5 separate regions of the Mus musculus genome follow, and all the other regions are linked to region 5. Evidence: chromatin contacts called from public HiChIP or PLAC-seq and promoter capture Hi-C data. All regions are on one chromosome and are shown on one strand. Each heading gives the region's core, a stretch centred on a gene start, on an enhancer-like site or on the middle of the called end of the contact. The rest is flanking DNA. Distances are from core to core; before and after follow the strand shown.

Evidence for each region. Promoter capture Hi-C pulls out the DNA fragments that hold promoters and counts their contacts. HiChIP or PLAC-seq counts read pairs in DNA pulled down with a chosen protein or histone mark.
Region 1: an H3K4me3 HiChIP or PLAC-seq map of embryonic basal ganglia shows a contact between it and region 5, with 8 times the contacts expected there. The contact joins the enhancer-like site here to the promoter of Pou3f1 in region 5. A contact is called at or near these places in 7 of 39 promoter capture datasets (the C10 cell line, cranial neural crest, embryonic stem cells and 4 more), 1 of 484 Hi-C or Micro-C datasets (embryonic stem cells), 14 of 115 datasets of contacts at active chromatin or transcription factors (bone marrow-derived macrophages, craniofacial prominence, embryonic basal ganglia and 8 more) and 2 of 9 other capture datasets (embryonic tail and liver).
Region 2: a contact with region 5 is called in an H3K4me3 HiChIP or PLAC-seq map of embryonic stem cells, with 7 read pairs. The contact joins the enhancer-like site here to the promoter of Pou3f1 in region 5. A contact is called at or near these places in 4 of 39 promoter capture datasets (cranial neural crest, liver and stem cell-derived epiblast-like cells), 9 of 115 datasets of contacts at active chromatin or transcription factors (craniofacial prominence, embryonic basal ganglia, embryonic forebrain and 6 more) and 1 of 9 other capture datasets (embryonic stem cells).
Region 3: a contact with region 5 is called in a promoter capture Hi-C map of embryonic stem cells, with 4 times the contacts expected there. The contact joins the promoter of Grik3 here to the promoter of Pou3f1 in region 5. A contact is called at or near these places in 1 of 39 promoter capture datasets (embryonic stem cells), 2 of 484 Hi-C or Micro-C datasets (both in embryonic stem cells) and 1 of 115 datasets of contacts at active chromatin or transcription factors (bone marrow-derived macrophages).
Region 4: an H3K4me3 HiChIP or PLAC-seq map of embryonic forebrain shows a contact between it and region 5, with 6 times the contacts expected there. The contact joins the enhancer-like site here to the promoter of Pou3f1 in region 5. A contact is called at or near these places in 3 of 39 promoter capture datasets (3T3-L1-derived adipocytes, the C10 cell line and cranial neural crest), 8 of 115 datasets of contacts at active chromatin or transcription factors (embryonic basal ganglia, embryonic forebrain, embryonic hindbrain and 5 more) and 1 of 9 other capture datasets (embryonic stem cells).

Annotation. Positions count from the first base shown.
Region 1 is chr4:123,989,507-123,992,206 of GRCm38.p6, forward strand. No RefSeq gene overlaps it. Among named protein-coding and RNA genes, the nearest start is that of Gm40241, 63 kb to the right of the region's middle. Within about 2 kb of position 1,390, at least 49 of the 459 cell types and tissues checked have an H3K27ac peak or open chromatin away from gene starts, as enhancers often do. A contact at or near this core is called in craniofacial prominence, embryonic basal ganglia and liver, where this site is marked.
Region 2 is chr4:124,072,464-124,075,163 of GRCm38.p6, forward strand. No RefSeq gene overlaps it. Among named protein-coding and RNA genes, the nearest start is that of Gm40241, 20 kb to the left of the region's middle. Within about 2 kb of position 1,343, at least 4 of the 459 cell types and tissues checked have an H3K27ac peak or open chromatin away from gene starts, as enhancers often do. A contact at or near this core is called in embryonic stem cells, where this site is marked.
Region 3 is chr4:125,489,262-125,491,961 of GRCm38.p6, forward strand. Grik3 (glutamate receptor, ionotropic, kainate 3) reads left to right here and starts at 1,435. Exons shown (of 16, transcript NM_001081097.3): 1 at 1,435-1,684. The coding sequence starts at 1,570.
Region 4 is chr4:124,034,536-124,037,235 of GRCm38.p6, forward strand. No RefSeq gene overlaps it. Among named protein-coding and RNA genes, the nearest start is that of Gm40241, 18 kb to the right of the region's middle. Within about 2 kb of position 1,391, at least 39 of the 459 cell types and tissues checked have an H3K27ac peak or open chromatin away from gene starts, as enhancers often do. A contact at or near this core is called in embryonic basal ganglia, embryonic forebrain and forebrain, where this site is marked.
Region 5 is chr4:124,656,324-124,659,023 of GRCm38.p6, forward strand. Pou3f1 (POU domain, class 3, transcription factor 1) reads left to right here and starts at 1,323. Exons shown (of 1, transcript NM_011141.2): 1 at 1,323-2,700. The coding sequence starts at 1,384. Gm2164 (predicted gene 2164) reads right to left here and starts at 1,164. Exons shown (of 11, transcript NR_168006.1): 1 at 517-1,164.

The DNA.
Region 1 (2,700 bases), core at 140-2,639, 670 kb before region 5:
TGCTGCAATCCCATGACTGAACTAAGCCTGCCCGGCCTTGCACACACCTGTGACCACACCGGATGCTTCTACTACCACATTTGCGGTTATGTGTTCCAACTGGAGCAGTCAGTCTGGTGGGGACCCGGTCTTGGGTGGCCTTGAGCATCCCTGTCAGGTGTCACAAGCAGCAGGCTGTGCTTTCTAAAGCAGTCAGACTCTGATTTCTGGCTTTGGAGTTTGGCTTAGTAGTGAATCAAGCTCTGCCTGGACATCCTTCTAGTTCCTTCCATGAAGAGAAGGTCTGCAAAGGAAATGGAAATGGGAACTGCACGATCCAGGCAAGGAGCCTCCATTGAAGGAAGTTCTGGATTTTTTTTTTTTTTTTTTTTTTTTGAGACAAGGTCTCATATCTCAGGTTGGCCTTGAACTCACTATGTATTGAGGGTTGACCTTGAACAGCACACCCTCTTGACTCTGCCTCCTACTGCTGGGATTGCAGGTGTGCACCACCACACCTAGTGTATATGATGTTGGGGAGAGTTGAAGCTTTGATCGTTCTGTGTAAGGACTCTACCCCTAGTACTTGAGGGAGTTTCTGTAATTCTAGTTTTGGGCATAAGCAGAGATACTGGGCCAGAGAGGGAAAGTGGTATATACTAGGGTGCCCAGGAGCTCAGAAGCTGAGTAGGTGACTAACCGGGCTAATTCACCCATCTTCCCATCCCCACTTGCAGAGGGCAATTGGTGCAGCATCCATGAGGCCCTGGTCTGCTCAGCCTGGAAGGCGATGCTCTTATTTTCACAGGTGAGAGATCTTCTTTAAGGGATCAGAGCCGTGTCCTCTTGTGGGGTGGGAGAGGAAAGAGGGGAGAAGCTGGGCTTTAAAGACCCCTGAGCCCCCTCTCCAAATTTTGTCCTGAAAACGCTCTCTGAGTGTCCCCCTCCCCCACTCTAACCCATAGCAAATACCCACTCAGGTTACAGCTCCTGTTTGCAAAGCCAGCTACAGAGATGCCTTAATTAATTATTCAGGCTGACATCTCTAGCTCCCAAATCACAAGGTTGAGAAGAGATCATAGGAATATAATCAATGTGAACTTGAGTGATAATCACTGGTCCCCGGGTGGAGCAAAGAGAAGAAAACCCTCCAAATTGGTCTTTTTCTTCTACTCTGGCCTCGATTCTGCCAGCGGACAAGATAAAACCGCCCTCCTTTAATAATTAATGAGTAGGCACCGGCGCCCCTGGCCTGGGCCCCGGGAGGCCTCTCGCGGTGGCTGCGCCTCCTGGAAGGCAGGGCGCGTGTGCACAGCCACGTGCGCCAGCCCGGTCTGGGGCGCAGCACTGAGTCACAGCGGCTGACCCAGCAAAGTGCTGCGAGTGTGACCGGAATGAAGGGTTGCTCCGTCTGTCTCCGAGGTGGCGTGGCAGATCAAATCACAGCGGATCAGGCGCCGAGATGTTGCCTTGCTCTGAGTGACAGAAGTTAATAATTAGTGACAATGATTGACAGATACACTCCATCTGCTGCTCCGACGCCTAGGAGCAGTTATTCCACAACTGTCTGCGGGCACAATGAACTCCCCCGGGAGCGCGGGCTGGCCTGTGATTGACAGCTGCCTCCAAGAGAGACAGGCCACTGATGGAAAGTCGCTGTCAGCAGAAGCGCTCCGGTCCCCCCCACACTCCCCGTGTTCCCGCCGAGGCTCACTCGCTGTATACATTTATTCTGTTTCATTTATCATGTCAGCCGCGGTTTTAAATAGATTACTAGCTAGCCTGTTTTTTAACTGGAGAGTTTTCTACCCGTAAATTAGAAATATCCACGTACATGGCAGGCTACTTCCTAGGACTCCAGACTTCCTCTTGTTCTCTGCATGGATCCAGGAGAGGTGGCAGGAGCTTCGGGGGTTGGGGGTGTTCAGATGTGCCGAGTCTTTCCATTCTAATCAAAATGGAATGTTTAACCAGAAGCCCTGCAAAATGGTGCTGAGCACCGTGGGGCAAGCTTGAGCTCAGACTACAAACTAAACTCCGAAAGCACCCCCTCCCCCAACCGCCACCATCACCAACCCCGGGAGAAATAAGTGTGTCTCTGAGACTGGCTTTCAGTGACATAACTTGTAACAATCACTCCTTAAGTGATATTTACATTTTCAGATAGTGGGAATTCTGGGAGGATACTAAATCCAATGTTCCCAGGGCAATCTGTTTACTACCTTGTGGATTTATGGTCAAAATCTGGTGTTAGCTAGGTAGATAATTTCAAGTGAGGGTTACAGCCCCATCCAGACCAAAGACCCTGTCCCTGCTCCTTCCGGATTTTCCATTCTAAGTTCAAGGTTAGAGTCAAGTAGCTCATGTGGAACTGGGGAGAGAGACACCTTCCAGCCCCATTATAAATTGGAAAGCAGGAGCACAGGGGTTTTCAGTAGACGGATGGTTCCTGCGTCTAATTTGTTTGGTTTTCTGGAAAAGTCCATTTTAGTTTGGCTGCATTTTGGACCCCACATAAGCATCTGGCCACCGCTTGTTCCTCTGTCTCTCTTTCTCCCTGATGTCACAGCATAATGCAAGGGGCTGTTCATTGCGTTATGAGTAAAAGCCCACTTGAATCCCGCTGTTTAAAATACAGTGAACCCTGTTGATATTGATCTCATTCGCAATGCTTTCCCGCATATGATGTCCATCTCTTAAAGTATGGGTCATGTTTCCTCT
Region 2 (2,700 bases), core at 93-2,592, 580 kb before region 5:
GGACAAATACTCCCCGACTTAGGGTTTTACTGCTGGGAACAGACACCACGGCCAAGGCAAGTCTTATAAAGGACAACATATATCTGAAGCTGGCTTACAGGTTCAGAGGTTCAGTCCATTATCATCAAGGTGGGAGCATGGCAGCATCTAGGTAGGCACAGGGCAGACAACGCTGAGAGTTTTACATCTTCATCTGAAGGTGGCTAGTAAAAGACTGACTTGGAGGCAGCTAGGACAAGGATCTTAAAGCCCACGCCCACAGTGACACATCTCCAAATAGTACCACTCCCTGGGCCAAGCATATTCAAACCATGACACCCCCACCCAAAACAAAATGCATTGATGACTTGGTTGCCACAGTGGCCTTATCAGGAGTGAATAAAGTCTTTAAGTGCTGGGGCCTGGTGGGAGACCCTTACATCCCCGGGGCTTACCCTGAAGGCAGCTAGAGGACCTGGCCTGTGCACTTGGTATTTGCTTTATGGCTCACGTTGTTCTTTTGCTCTACCACAGACTCCAGCCAGATTTGCTGCCCTTGCAAGAGGTTCGAGGCTGCAGGAAGCTCCAGAAAGTTGTCTCTCCTGCCCTCTTTCCCCACTCCCCTCCTCTCCTTCTCTTCCCCTCTTGTCCCTTCCTTCCTTCCTTCCTCTCCCTCCCTCTCCCTCCCTCCCTCTCTGCTCTTTGATTGTGGAGTAAGAGACAGACTGTCACAAGGGAACAAGGGCACCCTGTCACATTTGTACCACACTTGAAACTGACTGAAGAGACTGCTCTACACCCTTTCCTGCTTCCCTCTCTTCTCCTTCCTAGAAGAGCCTTAGGGCTCCCAGTGTTACAGAGTGCAGTCCCCCACCTTGTGTGGGACCCCTTTTCTTGGCTGACACCCAGGCAGAGCATGGCTTCATCACAGAGCATCAGCTGCTTTGGTTCCATTTCATCAACCTTGGGAGCCAAACCATAGTTTTCTTCTAACTGCAAAGCTATAACCCCTGTCTGGTGTCCAGTCATCTAGTCCCTCCTTCTCCACCCCTTTTCTGCAACCCACTCTGACCCTAGACTCTTAACTCTCTACTCCTTTGATAGGAAGGAGTAGAGAGCGTGCTGGAAGAACCACTGTCCAATTAGCCATGGAGAGAATGGGTCTCCCCTAAGCCCAGGAACAGAGTATATCTGTGGTGGGCAACTTAAGGGCAAAGGGTAACTGAAAGAGTCCAGGAAAATATGCAAAACCATGCATTAAATAGGCAAAGGCTCAGCTTCCCTTAGCTCTGAAGTTCAAGCAGAGAAATGTGGGGATTGATATGCTAAAAGGATGCAAAGGGAGAAACTCCTCCTGCAGATCCCTGGGTCAGAGACATTCCCCCAGATGAAGAAAAGGAAGGGAAACCATTTTAACTGGTGTTTCTCAGAGGTAGAGACTGCCTTGACCTTGACATTGGTGTTTGAGAGAAAGAAGGCAGGGCTGGGAGTTGTCTCACACTGCATAGAGATTTGGAAGCAGAGCTGGGCCTGAGACCCCGGTATGCTGGGTCCTGCTTGGGCTTCTCCTTTGCTTAGCAGGGTTTGGGGAACAAGCTAATCCCAGGATAAGGATTCTAAAATTGTATGGCTAGTGTTAATTGTGAACTTGAAAGAATTTAGCATCACATGGGAAATGGGCCTCTAGGCCTGCTCATGGTTCTCTTGATTACGTTAATCACTGTGAAAAGAAGACCCATCAGAACAGTGGGCAGAACCATTCCCTAGGCAGAGAATCCTGGGCTGTATAAATGGAGAGGTGGTACTGAGCACTAGCATGTATGCATTCATTCTTTTGCTTCCTGATTGCAGATGCCATGTGACCAGCTGCTCCCGGTACCTTGCCTTCCCTGCCACAGTGGAATGTGTGATAGGATAAGCCATTTCTCCCTTAGTTGCTTCTGTCAGAATATTTTATCATACCAACATGGAAAGTAACTAAGACAGCACCCCACCCCAACTTAGCCGTCATCTACTCTCTTGATGAAATTCCCTCTCTTCGACTCTATGATTGATCTCATGGCAAGGCTCTACTCCTGGTATCTAAAAGCTTAGGCCTCCACACCAACAGGGCTCCGTATGCTAAGCGTCCTAATGTGGCTGCTGCTATGTTATGCTGTGCTGGTATCTGGGTGGCTGGTCCCTCGTGTTGCGGAGAGAATGTTTAGCCTTATTCTCTCCGGCCCAGCTGGCGTGGTTGGTCATCCCATGCTTCTCCAGCCTTCACTTGCTGCAGAATTTAGGGTCAGAAATCTCTCCATGCATCAGTAGGGAGACGTCATTCTGTATGTCTTTCTTCCATCTGCAACTCTAGCTGTCTTTTATTTATTTCAGTTTATTTTTCATTGTTTGTGTTGATGTGTGTTGTGAGGTCAGAGGTCAATCTCTTTCTTTCTTCCTTCCTTTCTTTCTTTTTTAAAATTTAATTAATTAATTAATTAATTTATTTATTTATTTTGTCTTTTCGAGACAGGGTTTCTCTGTGTAGCCCTGGTTGTCCTGGAACTCACTTTGTAGACCAGGCTGGCCTCAAACTCAGAAAGCTGCCAACCTCTGCCTCCCGAGTGCTGGGATTAACACAGGAAGTGATCCGCCTCAGGTCACCAGCTATTGCTGGAGTTGTGTTGTGGGCTTAATGTTCCTGCCTGGCCACCCATCCCTATGTGGAATGCTAACTAATCG
Region 3 (2,700 bases), core at 185-2,684, 830 kb after region 5:
AGAGATTGGAAATGATTGAATAGATCAAATTATTTAAATGAGAAAAATAAATTCGCACACAGCCTAGCCGCTGCCCGGTGACAGATCCGTTTATTTATCTACTGTATCGGTACCGCTTTGTCTCTGTCAAAAAGGTCATTAAACTCGCCTAGCTGCGTAATTCGCAGCCTCCTGCTCCTGCCTCGCTTCACAGCCCTTCTCTTCCCTCAGCACCCAGCGCCACTTGAAAAAAAATTTATTATTGGTAATAAACAACATTTCTTTTTAACCCTTTCGGCTTCCCCCCCTGTGTATCCTACTCTGTCCCATGAACAATACAGTTTCTCTGTATTGTTTCTCAGGAGGAATCCGGGAGGGGGCTCCAGTTCCTCCCGCATAGTTGCGGAAGAGGACTGAGAACCCAGCGGGCTCCAACTCCAGCGGCCCTCGAAAACGAAGGCTTTTGCGAATTTTCTCAGTAGTCCTCCTACTGATGGTGCGTGGTCAAGTCCTACCTTCCACGCAGAGGGTCTGGCCTGGTGTCTCCCTCACGGTTAGTTTCTGAAGCTCCGCATTCCCTAGTTCAGCTCCTACGGTTCTCTGATTTCTACTCCCAACCCCACTCCCTAAACCTCCAAGCCCTGGGCCAGCCCTGCTTTCCCAAGGGCTAGAGATCAAGAGTGAAAAACAGCTCCAGGTCAGTCTCCTGCCGCCGCCGTCCAGCCAGCGTCGGCCGCGTGGGAGCTGAAAGGCGAGGCTCCGCAGACGGCAGGCTCCGGGTCTCGCGGCTCTCGGCGGGCGCGTCTCTTCCAGCTGGTCGGGCCGCTGGGTTGCCGCCGTCTCCCAGCTCCTGGTGCCAGCTCCGCCGCTTTACGCTTGGCTCCCCGGCTCAGTGCCTTGCCCTGGGGGCGGCAGGGCAGATGGGGACGCCTCAGCTGCGGAGGATAGTCTCCATCCTCCGGGTGTCCCCCCTCCCAAATCCTGTCCAGGGTCCCTTTCCCCGCCCCCTGCGCAGGTGTGAGCGCGCAAGTGTGCACCCGGGCGAGTGTGAGTGGGAAGCGTGTGTGCGCGGGGGAGTACGCGGAGGGAGCGCGGGCGGCGGGCGGCGCGGGAGGCGGGAGGCAGGGCGCGGGGGAGGGGGCTGGGAGGGAGTGTGTGCGCGCGTGCAACTCCACTCCGGGGCTTTGTGCGAGCCCGGGCGATAGCATCAGCGGCGGCTGGAGGAGGAGCGGCCGGAGACGCGTGCAAGCCCGCCCGGCAGCCGGGGCAGGTGGGAAGCCCGCGCGGGAGCCGAGCCGACGCGAGCCGGAGACGCCGCAGCCGAGTCCGAGCGGAGCCCGGGCGGAGCCCAGGAGCCTTCGCTCGCGGGCGGCCCGTGGGCGGCAGCCGAGGCGGGGCGGGCGCCGGCGGGGCGGCCCCCCAGTAAGATGTGCGCAGCGCCGCGGGGCGCCCCCCACTCGCAGAGGCGCTCCGGAGCCGGGCGGCTGGGCCAGGCGGCGCCTCGGGGGCTGCTGCGCGCCCGCGCCTAGAGCTGCCGCCCCAGGGAGCCCGCCACGGCCGCGCCCCGGGCACGCTCCGTGGCGCCCAACGATGACCGCTCCCTGGCGGCGCCTCCGGAGTCTGGTTTGGGAATACTGGGCCGGGTTCCTAGTGTGCGCCTTCTGGATCCCAGACTCGCGCGGGATGCCCCACGTCATCCGGATCGGTAAGGGCTCCCCTAGAGCCGGGGGTCTCTGCGCGCTCGGGTGGGGACGGGAATTGGGGGATAGTGGTGCTCTGAACGTGATCCGAAAGATTGTCCCAACCTCCCTCTAGGCTGCAGGGTTCGGGTGTCTGCTGGGAGCTCTTAGAGGGGGAGGACAAAGTTCCAAAGCCCGGGTCGCGGGGCCTTACGGGGAAGAGGCAACCGGGCCGCGGTGGCTAGGGAACCTGGATACGCTCCGGGGTAGGCGACGCGGTGGAGTGTGGCGAAGGTTCTAGCCCTAAGCCAGCGCCTCGGGGGAATTTCGCCGCGACTGCTGGCAAGGATGGCCGCAGACCTAGTTCTGGGACTGGCTTCTGCGCAGAGTGGGAGCCCTGGGGAAGGCGCCAACTTCTCTCCCCCCCACGGGCACCTCGCTGGAGCAAGGGGTACAGGGGATGGATTCGCCGGATTAGGATGGCGGATTTCCTTGCCCCTAGTTGGCCGAGGCTCGGGGCAGGAGAGGGTCAGTCCCCTGCTTGTCGCTAGAGCAGGTCCCCCAGGCCCAGGCCTCTTTCGATGAGGAGTAACCGAGACTGGGAAAAGGAAGCGCAGGAGGCAACCCTGCGCAGCCGGGGACGAGGGTTGCGAGTGGCTTTTAAAGTTAGCCGAAATCCCTCCGCAGCTGGCGGCGGCTGGCAGTCTGCGCGCGGCTTTTTGGGGCTCTGGCTTCTCGGCTTCTCTCACCGCTGCAGATTTCTTACTCTGGGCTTTAACTTTGTTGTGGCCGCCGGAGGCACCCTGCGTGGCAGCGCTCAGGGCTGGGCGGGAGCCCACGCGAGTCTTTAGCCCACTCACTTCTCGGGGCTGAGCTAAGCTGGGCTACCCAGGAGCCATCGTTACCGTGGGCGGCCCGCACCAGGCCGGAGACCTGGGCAGCTCGGGCTCGCGAGACACCAACATCTGGTGCGCAGCCTACCGAGCTCTACCGAGACAAGGCAACCTTCCTCCTCCTCCTCCAGGACTCTCTTCAAGGGGCT
Region 4 (2,700 bases), core at 141-2,640, 620 kb before region 5:
AGAAAGCAGATTGGGCAAGCTGTGGAAATGGAACCAAGAAGCACCCCCACAAACACACCCAGCCCCCAGTCCCGGCTTCTGTTTCAGGTTCCTGCCCCCCTTCTCCCCCCATGGAGAGTTGTTAGATGAAATTAACCCTATCCTCCCCCTGCTGCATTTGGTCCTGGTGTTTATCACGGCAGTAGAAAGCAAAACAGAACACCTTCCTTCCCTCCCTCCCTCCCTCCCTCCTTCCTTCTTTCTGTTTTTTGTTTGTTTGTTTGCTTGCTTTCTTGTTTGTTTGTTTGGTTGGTTGGTTTGGTGGATGGAGGTTGGAGACAATATCTCACTATGTAGCCCTGACTGGCCTGGAACTCACTATATAGACCAGGACTTGAGGTCAGAGAGATCTACTTGCCTCCTGAGTGTCACCTTTATTATAGAAAAGTATCCATCTTCTTCATGACGGGGTAGGGAAGGGCTTGCCATTGCTTCTACTTCTATACACATATCAAGCTCACAGAGGAGCCTGAACTTGAACCCAGGGCTCCACACTGACAAGAGACTCTTGGTGAGTAACCTGGTTATGGATTAAGGGTAGGAGAAATTATCTTCTCTGTCCTGGTGAGGGTTCCTATTTCCATTTGAAAGTCATTCTGCTGTCAGTGCCTGGCTTACATCCCTCTCCCACTGAAGCATTTAGGAAAAATCATGTCATTCACCCACTGTCTCCCCAGCCCCGTGCAAACAGCTGAGCACGCTTCCTACAGCTGTCCAGTGCCCTGTACAAATCATCTAGCTACCATGTGTGTGTGTGTGTGTGTGTGTGTGTGTGTGTGTGTGTGTGTGTGTGTTGGCAGTAGTCGGGAATATGGAGGAGAGCAGAGAGACCCTCAGGCTCCATGCCCAGTCCCTGAGATTTCCCAGGAGAGAAACTAGCCTTCAGGCAGCCAGCCAGGAATCTCCCTCATTGCTCCAGCAAATGGGACCTGGAGGAGCCGTCCACGTCCCCACTGCTGATGGGTAGAAGGAGAGTGAGGATAAAGGGCACATTGCGGCCCCCCAGGACCCTTACCGCATCCAGAAGGAAACCCGAATATTTGTCTTATTTCCTGTGGGCCATTTGGACATATTTTCTCAGTCCAGAGAAAAGCTGCAGTGTAAACTAAGGATCCGTTCTAGGGGGCCCGTTGGCTCCTTGGAGTCTGTAATTGGGGTATTGAAAGGATACAGAAAAAAAAAGGCCCACAGAAGAGTGGGTGATCTTTTATACTTAAAGTTCCCCCCTCTATAAAAGCGACGTATTACAAACCTCTTTCTCCTCTCGAACATTTCTTGCTAAGTGCATTCTGATGCCACATTGAAACGCAAAATAGCTGGAATCAAGCAGGCTCCGAAGGCTATTTATATGCTAATCTCTATTTCCCAAGCCGAAGCAGGAACCTCGAGCTCAGAGCTGCTTCTAATGATGGCTCGGCTCTAACCTCTCTGGAAGAAAGAAAAGTATTTTCCTTAAGAAAACAACTCAGTTTCTTTAAGATGAAATGTAATTATCTATTATCAGATGTCCCTTAAAATGCAAGGCCTATTAAGGCTGCTAAAAATATTGAAGCCCTAATTTCACCATAATAGCATTTTAATTTCAGCAAATCACGCTGCTATTGTTACAGGACATTTTGTGGTAGGGATGTGGTAAGAGGTCCATCTTAGCTTTTTTTCTTAACATTTTCTCTTCTCTGAGAAGTACAATTAAATCATTGCAATCATCTAACCTTGCTCGACACAAAATTTTACTTATGAAGTGCGAAAACAATGGCCATTAGCATTTAAAAGAATTTGTTTTAAAAGTAGCTAAAGTTTAATTGCTTTAAATATTCTTGTTGGAATGTGCAGCCGCTGTTGGTTCAACGTTTGTATTAAAGAGAGACGGCGTTTAATTGATTGCTGAATTTCATTGAAAAATATTTACTTTCTTCTCGGGCAAAGTACAAAAGAGGTGTCTTGACGGACCCCCTGGAATGGTTTGAGGGGGGAAAGGGAACGATGTAAGCTGCTGGCCAGGTGACCCACCTCTGCACTGGGATGTCCCCCAACCCCCAACAGCATGTGTGTGTGTGTGTGTGTGTGTGTGTGTGTGTGTGTGTGTATGCGCACGCGCGCGCGTGCGTGCGTACAGGCCTTCTTTGTGTAGACAGCAACAAGAAAGTCTGGTCCCAGTGCAGACCCCTGAAACTTGTGTTTTCCTGGGGCCTATGAGTAAGAGCTGGAGAATGTGATGCTGGGTGGCCCATCCTGTCTGCTTCCCTTTCAATCAGGAGGGCTGGGGGGCGGGCCACTCTCTGACAGGTGTTCCTCCCACACCTGATAGTGGAAGCAGACCTCTGAGCAACTTCGATGAACTCACCCTCTCCCTTCTCTGATTGGACATTTTGGGTCACCTTCAAGAGTCTGAGTCACTGTGAGATCTCATGGGTTTTAATAGGAATTTCTAGATCAGGGATAAGGAGGTTGGGTAGGAAAGGTGGGGATAGGGGGACAAGCTTTGGATGGCAGAGGGAGAGACGATGAGAACATCGAACATGAAAATGCCATGGGCCCCAGAGGCCACCGACTAGGTTTCATGAAGGGGGTGAATCAGTTCTATTTGAAGAAGGATCGCCCCGCATCTTGTATCTTATCCACTTCTTCCTGGCTGTCATTTAATCCTCACAATGATGTAAT
Region 5 (2,700 bases), core at 73-2,572:
CCCCCTCCACTCAGGATCCTTAGGAGAGACACAAAACAAGGACAGGGATGAAGAAGTTGGCCGCATCCCACTGTCCACTTCTCCAACAAGGACACCTCGAACTCAATTCCCTATCAGACAAGTCCGAGTTGACTCCACGGGAGGCTAGACAGCTGCCAGCTGCCAGCTGCCAGCCTGCACATTGGATTTCCGAGGTGCCCAACTGTCCTTCCCTAAGTCAGTCCACAAATCCTATTCTGCAAGTTTCCGGGCGGCATAACCCCAGCACAACCAGCGCTGCCGACAGACCACCGGTTCCAGCTGGGAGGAAAACAACACGAAAAGGCTACAGCAGCGCAGGACAGGGCCCAGTGTCCATTCCCCACCCACTGGTGGCGCTTTCTCTGGAACCAGTCTCCACCCCGAGGTTCTCTCATTCCAGAACCCTGGAGCCCAACTGGTTCCTGGAGCTTGCATCTCCGCGTACAGGCTCAGCGGCTCACTGTCCTGGCTCAGCACTGCCCACGCGGTACTCACCTGGCCTCGGTGCCCAGGGAAAGGAAGGCGAGCCGGCGAGAGGCGTGAAGCCCAAGCCGATCCGAATCTGTCCGTGCCTGCTGCACTTTCAGGACTGCAGAGGTCCAGCTAGTTGTGGCGCTGAGTCTAGAGGGAGTAGAGGGAAAACCAAGACCTTGGGAGAACGCGATGCGACCTGGCAGCCGCAGGAGGCGAGGCCCCGGAGGTTAGCAGCCGCGCGGTACCGAGCCGGGAAGCCACGCAGCTTCGCTCTCGCTGCAGCCCAGACTCGCGGGATCCTGGCCCGCAGGCAGAGGCGCAGCGCAGGGAAGAGTGCGGGGCTGAGTCTCTGCTCGGAACCCGAGCGCCTCCCGGAGCCCGCAATCCCCCGCCCGCCCCAGTGGGATGCAGGCGGAAATTGAGCTTGTGTGGAACGTGGGGACCGACCGGGCTCCGAGTCTCCCGCGCTGCGGTGAGAGCGGGGCCCACGCAGCCGGGACCGGAGGGGGTGCGGTCCCAGTGCCACCCCCGCGCCACTCCCCACGTGGCGGCCGCGCCCCCGGGGCGTGAATGTGTACGCGGGCGGTGGTGGTGGGGGTCATGAATGAAGCCCCAGCGGCCAATCAGCACTGCCGGCGCGCGGGACCCCGGGAGCGAGACCCAATAGCGAGCTCCGGGTTGCAGGCCCCGGCGGCGGGCGGGCACGGGGGGAGGAGGCCGGGGCCGGGAGGCGGGAGGCGGCTCCGCGGGCAGCCAATGGGCGGCGGGCGGGGTGGGGCTCCGGAGCGCCCAGCGGGTCCGGGCTTTAAGCCGGCGGAGCGCGGCGGCGGGGCCCGCAGACGGAGCGAGGCGGCGGCGGCGGCGGGGCGGCGCAGGGCGCGGGGCGGCATGGCCACCACCGCGCAGTATCTGCCGCGGGGCCCCGGCGGCGGAGCTGGGGGCACAGGGCCGCTCATGCATCCCGATGCCGCCGCGGCGGCGGCAGCGGCGGCCGAGCGGCTGCACGCGGGGGCCGCGTACCGCGAAGTGCAGAAGCTGATGCACCACGAGTGGCTGGGCGCGGGCGCGGGCCACCCCGTGGGCCTAGCGCACCCTCAATGGCTACCCACGGGAGGAGGCGGCGGCGGCGACTGGGCGGGCGGCCCGCACCTGGAACACGGCAAGGCAGGCGGTGGCGGTACCGGCCGAGCTGACGACGGCGGCGGTGGCGGCGGTTTCCACGCCCGCCTGGTGCACCAAGGGGCGGCCCACGCGGGCGCGGCATGGGCACAAGGCGGCACAGCGCACCACTTGGGCCCCGCCATGTCGCCGTCGCCCGGGGCCGGCGGGGGTCACCAGCCCCAGCCGCTCGGGCTGTACGCTCAGGCGGCCTACCCCGGTGGCGGCGGCGGCGGCCTGGCCGGGATGCTGGCGGCGGGAGGCGGCGGCGCGGGACCCGGCCTGCACCACGCACTGCACGAGGACGGCCACGAGGCACAGCTGGAGCCGTCGCCACCACCGCACCTGGGCGCACACGGACACGCACACGGACATGCACACGCGGGCGGCCTGCACGCGGCGGCGGCGCACCTGCACCCGGGCGCGGGCGGTGGTGGCTCGTCGGTGGGCGAGCACTCGGACGAGGATGCTCCCAGCTCCGACGACCTGGAGCAGTTCGCCAAGCAGTTCAAGCAACGACGCATCAAGCTGGGCTTCACCCAGGCCGACGTGGGACTGGCGCTGGGCACCCTCTACGGTAACGTGTTCTCGCAGACCACCATCTGCCGTTTCGAGGCCCTGCAGCTGAGCTTCAAGAACATGTGCAAGCTCAAGCCGCTGCTCAACAAGTGGCTGGAGGAGACCGACTCGTCCAGCGGCAGCCCCACCAACCTGGACAAGATCGCGGCGCAGGGCCGCAAGCGCAAGAAGCGCACGTCCATCGAGGTGGGTGTCAAAGGCGCGCTCGAGAGCCACTTTCTCAAGTGTCCCAAGCCGTCTGCGCACGAGATCACCGGCCTGGCCGACAGCCTGCAACTGGAGAAGGAGGTGGTGCGTGTCTGGTTCTGCAACCGGCGGCAGAAGGAGAAGCGCATGACCCCCGCGGCCGGCGCGGGCCACCCGCCCATGGACGACGTTTATGCGCCTGGGGAGCTGGGGCCTGGCGGGGGCAGCGCGTCGCCACCTTCTGCGCCCCCGCCACCCCCGCCGGCCGCGCTGCACCACCAC